2 separate regions of the Sus scrofa genome follow, and region 1 is linked to region 2. Evidence: chromatin contacts called from public Hi-C data. All regions are on one chromosome and are shown on one strand. The core of a region is the stretch at or near the end of the contact, and the rest is flanking DNA. Distances in the headings are between cores, read along the strand shown.

Region 1 (4,786 bases), core at 750-3,249, 1.3 Mb before region 2:
TTACTTCTACTCCTGCCCCAGTCCAGCCACCCCACCCCCAACCCCCACCCACAGGACCAGCCAACAGCCTCCAGGGAGATCAGCTGCAGAGGATCTGATAGCTTAAAAAAAAAAAAAACAAAACAAAATGCACAGAGAACAGCCCAAGGGCAGGGACTGTCCCACTTCCATCTTGCTCCAGGAACCCTTCTGAAATTAACTGCCTCAAGTGACTCCCTTCCCAGGCCCACCCACACCTCATTCCCAGCCTATTCTCCTTCCCTGGCTAGAGCTTCTTCCTACAGATTCCATCTTCCCTTCCTAATAATTGGGGATTAGCCGGTCTGGCCCAACCCCACAAAAAGTCTTATTTTTCTTTCATTTTTCTTTTTTGGCTTTTTAGGGTTGCACCACGGTACATGGAGGGTTCCAGGCTAGGGGTCAAATTGGAGCTACAGCTGCCAGCCTACACCACAGCCACGCTGTTTCCAAGCCACGTCTGCGACCTACACCACAGCTCACAGCAACGCAGGATCCTTAACCCACCGAGCGAGGCCAGGGATGGAACCTGCAACCTCATGGTTACTAGCAGTATTCATTTCCTCTGCACCAGGACGGGTACTCCCCCACAAAGTTCTGATAGATTTCCTCACCAACCCAGCCCTTTTCCCTCATCTCCAAAGTCAGTTTCTGTCCCCTTTCAACAGCAGCCAAAATCCACTCTGCCCTCGTCATGGGCACATCCAGTCCTTGGCACTCTTCTGTGTTCTTCACAACAATCTGTTGTTAGCATTTTACTGGCTGGCGGGGGTGGGAGTGGGGGGGATTAGGTCCAGAGAGAAGCAGTCCCTTGCCCAAAGCTAAAAAACTAGAAAACAGCAGATCAGGGATATTGGTCCCACATGGTCTAGCTTCAGAGCACACCTTCTTAACTACTTACATGTGAAAACAATCCACAGCTCTTCTGCAGCCCACTGCCTCTCTTCCCCTTAAGAGGGGCTCCCAATTAGATTTCTGCTGTGAAAGCTCTCATCAACCTAAAGGAAGGCTGACCCTGCGACAAGAAATGAGGCATTTCTTACGTGTTCCTAAGCAATGTGGACAAGTGCTCTGTCTGGACCTCTCTCCCTCCTCGTCCACCCTCATTAGCTGAACAAATACTTACTAATCATCTCCTTTGTAATGATCAAGACAGACAAGGTCAACAGCCAGGTACTGCATCAGGGGACCCAGGATCAAACGACTTTTTTACACGATTCATTTTAAAATCAGAGCAGGAGTTCCTGTTGTGGTTCAGTGGGTTAGGAACCGGTCATAGTGTCCATGAGGATGCAGGTTCCACTCCTGGCCCCGCTCACTGGGTTAAGAATCTGGCGTTGGCCCCCAGCTGCGGTTCCCATTCCACCCCTAGCCTGGGAACTTCCATATGCTGCAGATGCCCCAATAAAAAGTAAAAAAACAAACTAAAAAAAACCAGAGTTGAAGCAAAAAGGCACTATAAAAGCCTGTGCTGGGGTATCTGCTCTCTCTTCTCTTCTTGGAAGGGGGAGTCTTTCCCAAGAAGAAAATCTTTCCTTTGTAAACGCAATTTCACTCTCCAACCCCTGAGGAGAAAGGTCACACTTTCCCCCCATGTCCTCCAAGAGGCCTCCCCGGGGCATTGGTGGCAACTAATAAGAAACGCCCTCCCTCACTTTCTCCACGTTGTCTTCCTCCCTGAGGGTCCACAAAGAAGCTGTCCCGCTTTGCCTCTCCTAAGGAAGTGAAACTTCTTCCCTTGAGGGTCCGCTACAAGATGTTTCTGCAGCCCTTCTCCCTTCAACCGCCCTCCATGTACTCCCTACAGGGACGCCACACTCTGAAGAAGGAGTTAACATTTCTATACCTTCTCGGGTACCTCCCCAGTACTCACAGATCTAGCCAGACCCCGAGCCCCAAGCCGCCGCAGAAGCAGGAGGCCAGCCTGGCCCAAGCCTTGACTGCGCTCCCAAACCCTCGCCACAGCCACCGCCAACGCCATCTTGACCATTAATACCTCAGAGTAGCGTCCCCCTCCTTGGCGAGACTGGGGCTGCCCCTTCAGGAGCCTGACTCAAATACCAGGATCGCTCTGCCAAGAAACCACCTGCTACTAATCCTGCGGTCTTTAGGACACATATATAGGTGGGTAAAATAATCCAGATTTCCCCAAATTACTCCGATCGCTTCACCGGAGTTATTCCTCTTAACAGGCAAAGCAGAGGGCAACTGAGCTCGGCTTCAGGGTTTCAGGGCCCCGGGGCCTCGGGTAGGACGAGCTCATGCCAAGGCCCGCCCTCTCTTCCCTTCTGTCCAATGGCTTTCCTGGACTCTCTAGGCGGGAGTAGGAGGGACCAGATTGTTAGTAAACGCAGAGACACGTGCGGGCGCGGATCCCGGAGGGCCCCGCACCCAAGTTGGCGCTTGCTCATTGGGTACGCAGTCTGTACGCAAGCGCGCGCTTCTGGGCGGAAGCGACAGTCCCTGCTGCACGTGGGCTCCCCGGCGATGGAGGAGTCGATGCAGACTGAAACCAAGGTACGCCCCGAGTCTGGAGCAGAGTCTGGCCCTCGGAGCCCCAGCTGTACTCTCCGGCACTTTGCCTGCGAACAAAACTTGTTGTCCCGGCCCGATGGCTCTGCCTCTTTCCTGCAAGGTAAGAATTTACCCACGTCGTATTTGTTCTCGTGGGCGGGTACAGTGTATTGTGTTAGCTGGTAAATATCTTCTTGGACTGATGCAGTTCTTGCCGGAGTGAATGGTACTGCATATGCCAGTAGACAAATAGAAGGGTGAAGATACCTCCACTCTGGTAAATATGCCTCAGGATGAGAGAGGGGCAGACCTTCTCTTAAGAACGAATACTCCAGGGACTTCCCTTCGTGGCTCAGCAGTTAAGGAACCCGACTAGGATCCATGAGGATGAGGGTTCGATCCCTGGCCTCCCTTAGCGGGTTAAGGATCCGGCGTTGCTGTGAGCTGTGGTGTAGGTCGCAGACACAGCTCGGATCTGGGGTTTCTGTGGTTGTGGTGTAGGCTGGCAGTTGTAGCTCTGATTAGATCCCTAGCCTGGGAACTTCCATGTGAGGCCTGAGAGAGCAAAAAAAAAAAAAAAAAAAAAAAAGAACGAATACTCCAGAATAGGGGAAATCTCACCGTGTAAAAAAAGTCCTCCTTGACTAGGTTCCTCCCACACATGCACTCTGGATTCATCTATCCCTGGTTGAGGCAAACCTGTTCTTTTGCGTAAATACCTCGTAGACTGGCAAATCACCACTACTGATTTTTTTTTGTTTGTTTTTCTTTTTTCTTTTTTTTGCTTTTTAGGACCGCACTTGCAACATATGGAGGTTCCCAGGCTAGGGGTTCAAATGAAGCTGTAGCTGCTGGCCTACATCGCAGCCACAGCAATGCGAGATCTGAGCTGCATCTGCGGCCTACACCACAGCTCACGGCAACCCCAGATCCTTAACCCACCGAGCGGGGCCAGGGATTGAACCCATAGCCTCATGGATACTAGTTGGGTTCTTACCCGCTGAGCCAAAATGGGAATTTCGTTGTTTTATATATACGGAGTTGCCAGGCTGGGGATCACATCCAAGCCCCAACTGTGTCCTTCCTATGCCCTTAGAGTGGCAACGCTGGGCCAGGGTTCCTGCCAATTCCTTTGTGCCACAGCGGGAATTCCTGAACACATGTGTTTTTGCTAAGTACTGTTCTAAGCACTGAGAAATCATAGCTAAAAAGGTTTTTTGTGTTTTTTTAATTTCTTTTTTTATATTTTTTTCTGTTTTATATAAGTTTTTAAATTCCTGCCCTAGAAGAGTTTCCATTTCCATCAGAGAAACAAGTGATAACTAAGTAAAACTTAGTAAAAGGCTATGGAGGAAACTACCGCAGGAAGGAAGAATAGGGCGTGCCAGAGAGGGGTGCAGTCTCAAATGGGATGGTCAGGGAAGGCTTCGCTAAGATGGTACCATTTGAATAAAGATCTAAAGGTAAGGGAGCAAACCCTCAAGACAGTAAGAGAAAAGCATTGGGGACAAGGGTAAAGGCCCTGAGACAAAAACTTGCCTGGTGTGTTTGAGGAGCAGTCAGGAGAGCAAAGTGGCTGCAGCAGAGACAGGAGGTCAAAGAGAGGTACGGAGGACTGCCCTTCATGCAAGTTTCTTAGCACTTAAATACTGAGCCTCTTCCATGTTCTAAAACCCCAAAGCCCAGGACCCTGGAGCAGAGTCCCTCAAAGGCCCTCAGAAGTGTGTCTCACATGCTCCTGGCCTCAGAATCTCTACTGAGGTTAAGAATTCCGAGCCCCAGGAGTTCCCTGGTGACTCAGCAGGTTAAGGTTCCAGCATTGTTACTGCTGTGGCTCAGGTCCAAGCTGTGGCAAGGGTTTGATCTCTGGCCCAGGAATTCCATGTGCCGTGGGCACAGCCAAAAAAAAAAAAATGCTGAAGCCTCAGAACCCACCCACACCAGCTAAGTCTGGCCCTCTACACTTTTTAATCCACTACAGCGGCAATTCTGATTGCAGGCCAGCGTTTTGAAGCTGTGCACCAGCTCCGTGTCCTCCCACTGCAGGTTGCAATCCCCGCTGCACATTAGAATGGCCTGTGGAGCTCACAGGCTGCCGGTGCCTGAGCGCCAGCCCTCAGCAATGGTATTAGGCTCTCTGAGGGGAGGGGCCTGTGCATCAGTGTCTTTTAAAGCTCTGCAGTGAGTCCAATGTGCATTCGTTAGTGATTCTTTTTTTTTTGCTTTTTGTGGCTGGGCCTGCGGCATATGGAAG
Region 2 (4,345 bases), core at 838-3,337:
ACTGCCTCCCTCAGATTTGCTACATCTTTTTTTAAGACCCCAAACACTCCTCCCCCCTAATACCATGACCACCTGAGCTCACACACTGGGGACCTGCCCCAGCATGCGGTCAGGGGAGTGAGTTAATGCACTCTGGAAAGTGAGGGGAGCTACTTGATTAAGTCCCTCAGTTCTCCACAGCCCTGGGACCCCTTGTGGTGCCCACAGCACAAGAGAAATGGCCCCCTTAAGATCCAGCTCATCTGTACTGGGCAGGCACTTGTCACTCAGAAACAGAAATACGATTGAAGATGGGGAGTCTTCGGGGAACTGCAGTTGGCTGGGGTGGCCCCAAAACCCCGGCATCGAAGACAGGTGAATCGGATCCCCCCAGGCTGCTGCCACTGCTGGCATATTCGTCAGGATCAGATCCCAGGGAGTGTGCAGAGGGGCTCCGAGGCAGGCCACCCAAGGGCCCCCAGATGCTGCTGGGAGTGGCCCTTCGGCAGGACGGGCAACAGGCCGGGGTGGGGTCCCTTCGGGCCACAGGGGTCCCAGGGGCAGCAGAGAAGGCAGAAGGTGAAAGTGGAAGGTCCCCAGGTGGTGGTGGTGGGGAGCTGGAGGGCGAGAAGGAGCATGAGGACAGGGAAGGGCCTGCTAGGCCGGGTGGTGGTGGCGAGGTTCGGCGACCGGAGGGCAGGCCTGAGAAGCTGATACTCTGGCGCAGCACATGCGGGTGACCGGGGGCAGCCAGGTCTTCGCTGGGGTTGTGGATGAAGTGGCAGCGAGAGCCGTAGGGGCAGCGGCCCTGGAGGTAGAACTTGTGGCAGAGTTCCGTCTTGTACTTGGGGTGGCGGCTGGCCTGGCGCAGCTCGCCCAGGCCATGGGCAAACTGGCACTTGGCCCCATAGCGGCAGCGCCCGCTCTCTGAGAAAGTCCGACATAACTCAGTCTTGTAGCGGGAGGAGGTGGTGGGGGTCGAAGTTGGCGAGGTGGGTGAGGGCGACAGTTCAGGGCCTGGGCGGGGAGCCAAGGGTGCAAAGCCTGGGGGTGGGGGCACCCAGCCGCAGCTGCGACCTTCCACCAAGCTGGTGGAGCGACCAGGTAGGCGGGCAGCGACCCCAGCCGGGCTGGAATCGGATGAGTTGAGGCTCCACAGTCCCGCGGTGGCCCAGCCCGGGCTGGACTCAGTCTCTCCGTGGTCGGAGGATGGCAGGTCAGGGCTCAGCGACAGGAGGCTCTGTGGGAACAGGGATGGGTTAAGACACCGAAAATACAGGGTGACGCCCCGCCCCCAGCTGCAGAGCACCTAAAAGCTTGCCAGTCCGGTTTGTGGGTTCCTGGCTAGAACTCCACCCGCCCGCAGGAAAAAAATACGGGTTCCGGATCGCAAGAATCTCGATTCGGAGGTTCTGAGTTTATATTCGCGACTTAAGCTCATCCCGAGGGGCCCAGGAATCCCGGCTGCCCGGCAGGATCAAGTCAGGACACACACCGCTGTCTTCCAATTTTAAGCCTCTGGGCCTCTCGGGATCTGACTACACTCATCGGGTTCTCCAGTTTCACAAGTTGGAGACGCGAACAAAGTTAACCCAGGAGTGCGGACCTCTTGGGTTTTAGAGTTCCCAGAGTCGTCCTCTGGGTTAGGGAGTGGGGAAGCAGAAGTCGGCTTCCCCTCTCCGAGACTCTAGCCCCAGAAACGCCTCCGCGCAAAACCGCGCCCTCAGCAACTACTAGGGGTAAGCCAGGTGTGGGGCCATTTCCGCCTCCAGACAGCCCCAGCCTGAGAAAAGCCCTCCAGCTTTCCACTTCCGAAGGCCAGCCCACCCGTGTTTGGGCTGAGACCACAAAGTCACGGGCTCCATTTTCACCTCCAGAGGATCACACTGGTCTGAGAAGAGGCAGGATCCTCCCGGCCGGAGTGCGAAGCGCTAAAGAGCTTAGTTTGAGAAGGGAGCCAGAGTCCCGGGAGGGAGTTTGCGGCGCTAGAGGGTGAGACTTGAGAAAGGAGTCAGGCATGGGGACTCCGGGGTGCAAATCAGCGGGGGCTCACCTCGTAGATGGCGGTGAGATCCATGGCGGCGCAGAGGGCCGAAGGCTGAGGGGCCGGCCAAGAGTGGGAGCGCTGAAGTCAGGCTACAGCGGGGCCCGCACAGTGGCTGCATTTATTCAGCAGGAGGGGGCGTGGCCTCGAGAGGGGCGGGCCTGGGCGGGCGGGGCCAGGAGGGGCGCTTCCCGGACGCACCGCCCCAGCACAGCCCGCCCGGCCCAGGACCAGTCCCCTTCCGCCCGGCTGCGGGCCGGGACTTGCCTGATCCGGGTCCGCGGGCGATCGCGACCCCGCGGGGAGTGTGTGGGGTGAGGGGTGTCGGCCCAGTTTTCAAAGCTGGAGCCTGAGGCGCGGAGAAGGGAACTGGGACAGAGGTGGGGGCGGGGCAGGGCCCCTGGGGGAATTGACCGGGGCAGAGGCCAACGGACGGGGGCGGGGAGAGGCCCACTGAGTGCAAAAGACAGAAATGGAGGGAGGCAAAAAGACAAACACTGGGAGACAGACAGACACACACACACAGAGACGCACACAGAGGGGAGACGGGTACAGAGAGGGAGAGGGGGTAGAGAGAAGGAAGGTGGGGAGGCAGAGATAGAAAAGACGAGATATAGACGGTCCCAGACGGCAAATTCAGAGCAAGAAGTGGGGGGGGGGCACATAAAGAAACAGAGAAAAAGGGAGAAGGGAGGGGGGGAGAAATAAACATCCACAAACAGAAATTCTCAGGAGCAAGATGAAGAGACCAATAGGCCCGATGGAGAATTCTTTTGAGACCTGCCAGCCTGACATGGTCTCGCTCCCAAATTATCCAGGTCCCAAGACCTGTACCGCCCCACTCACGAGGGTAGGAGGAGCGCTGCCCCGACACCTGGCTGGAAAGGGGCCTCTTTCCCCAGTTCCAGGGCTTCTGTGACCTCTCACCCTCAAATATATAATGGCAATTCTAACCGCTACCTCTGGGTTAGGCATGAAAGTGCTTTACGTACATTAACTCAAGGAGGTATTATGCCCATTTTCTACACAAGGAAACCCAGGCACAGAGAGGCCAAGTTATTCTCCAATTAGTAAATGACAACAGCTTAATAACAGGGCCTTGAATTATGTTACGAGTTTGCACTCCGAGAAGCTCAAGATAGGAAAAGGTTGGAGATCTCTTGTTATGGTGGAGGGTTTTCTTGGTGGAAAGCCGTCTGGAGGTGGAAAAAGTGGGTCATCATCAGCTAATAGTCGGATGGGTCTCAAGAAAAAGGGACGTGCCTTGAGAGAACGCTAAATTTGCACAAATCACTCCCCCTATTGGCAAATTTTTTACTGTCAAGGGGTTGCCCTGCATGAAGCTCAAGATAAGGAGAAAAAACTAATTTTTAAAGGGGGTCTTGGTGAGCTGGCTGCCCTGAGTGAAAATAAGAGGGGTAGAAAGAAATCATTGCCACGCAGTTATCATGGTGGAAAGTTCATTCTTGCAGGCTGCCCCTGCAGACCGCGGGTTTGTATTGAGGTGGGGAGATTCTGCTAGGCACGCCGACTAGCTCGGCCGACAGAGCTCGGGGGAATCCCTGGTGCGGCGCCTTCTGGGGCCGAGGGGCCTTCCTGGCCGGTCCCGTGAGCTGGGAGTCTGCGGGCGGCTCTGGCACGGTTGCAGCCTCCCTCTCGCCTGTGACTCACTCGCAAGGGGCGGGGGAGGAGGGGGGCTTCCTGGAAGCCGTGACGAGGAGGCTCGGCCCGGACGCCCGGGTTCCTCTCTGTAACCAGGGCTTCTGTAGCCTGTAAACAGAGGCTTGAGGACTACGGGAAAAGGGGGAAAGGGGAGGTGCCTGGCACCCGCCGCCCGTTTGTGCTCCAAATCCCTGTGTCGCTAGTACGGCTCAGGCGGCGGGAGCACGAGAGGTGGGGGGCACCCTGGAGTCCCCGGTGTCCGGCTCGGCTCTGGCAGCGATCCCGATGGAGGGATCCCAGTTTCGATTCCCTGGAGACAGGGAACATTTCCCATCCTTGAGTCAGGATGACCCCCTCCCCTCTCCCATCTGCTGAGTCATCGGCCCGAGAACCAGGTCGCTCTGATTGGGCGACTCTCGCAGAGGCTGGAGGGGCCTCTGCGCGTTGAAGGACGGACCACCCATCGAAACACTGACGCGGGGTTGTGGTCGGGAACCAAACCGGGGCCTCGGCCCCGGCTTGCTCAGCACTAGGGGTCCAGGTCGCTAAGCAGCCTCCAAGCTTAGACCCTGGAGACCCAGCCCCCAGCCCCCTGCTTCATCAGACCCAGGAGTCCGAGCCCCCAGCCTCTCCTCCCTCCGATTTAGGAGTCTAGCTCCC

What was found. A called contact is a pair of places that touch in the nucleus more often than the background predicts.
Region 1: a contact with region 2 is called in a Hi-C map of liver, with 4 times the contacts expected there. The contact joins the promoter of BCKDHA here to the promoter of ZFP36 in region 2. A contact is called at or near these places in 1 of 5 promoter capture datasets (liver) and 1 of 47 Hi-C or Micro-C datasets (liver).

What each region holds. Positions count from the first base shown.
Region 1 is chr6:49,379,423-49,384,208 of Sscrofa11.1, reverse strand. BCKDHA (branched chain keto acid dehydrogenase E1, alpha polypeptide) reads right to left here and starts at 1,999. Exons shown (of 9, transcript NM_001123083.1): 1 at 1,892-1,999. The coding sequence starts at 1,999. EXOSC5 (exosome component 5) reads left to right here and starts at 2,462. Exons shown (of 6, transcript NM_001244661.1): 1 at 2,462-2,653. The coding sequence starts at 2,506.
Region 2 is chr6:48,061,474-48,065,818 of Sscrofa11.1, reverse strand. It overlaps ZFP36 (zinc finger protein 36, C3H type, homolog (mouse)), which reads right to left and starts at 2,087. Exons shown (of 2, transcript NM_001168419.1): 1 at 2,033-2,087; 2 at 1-1,219. The coding sequence starts at 2,056. The coding sequence ends at 263.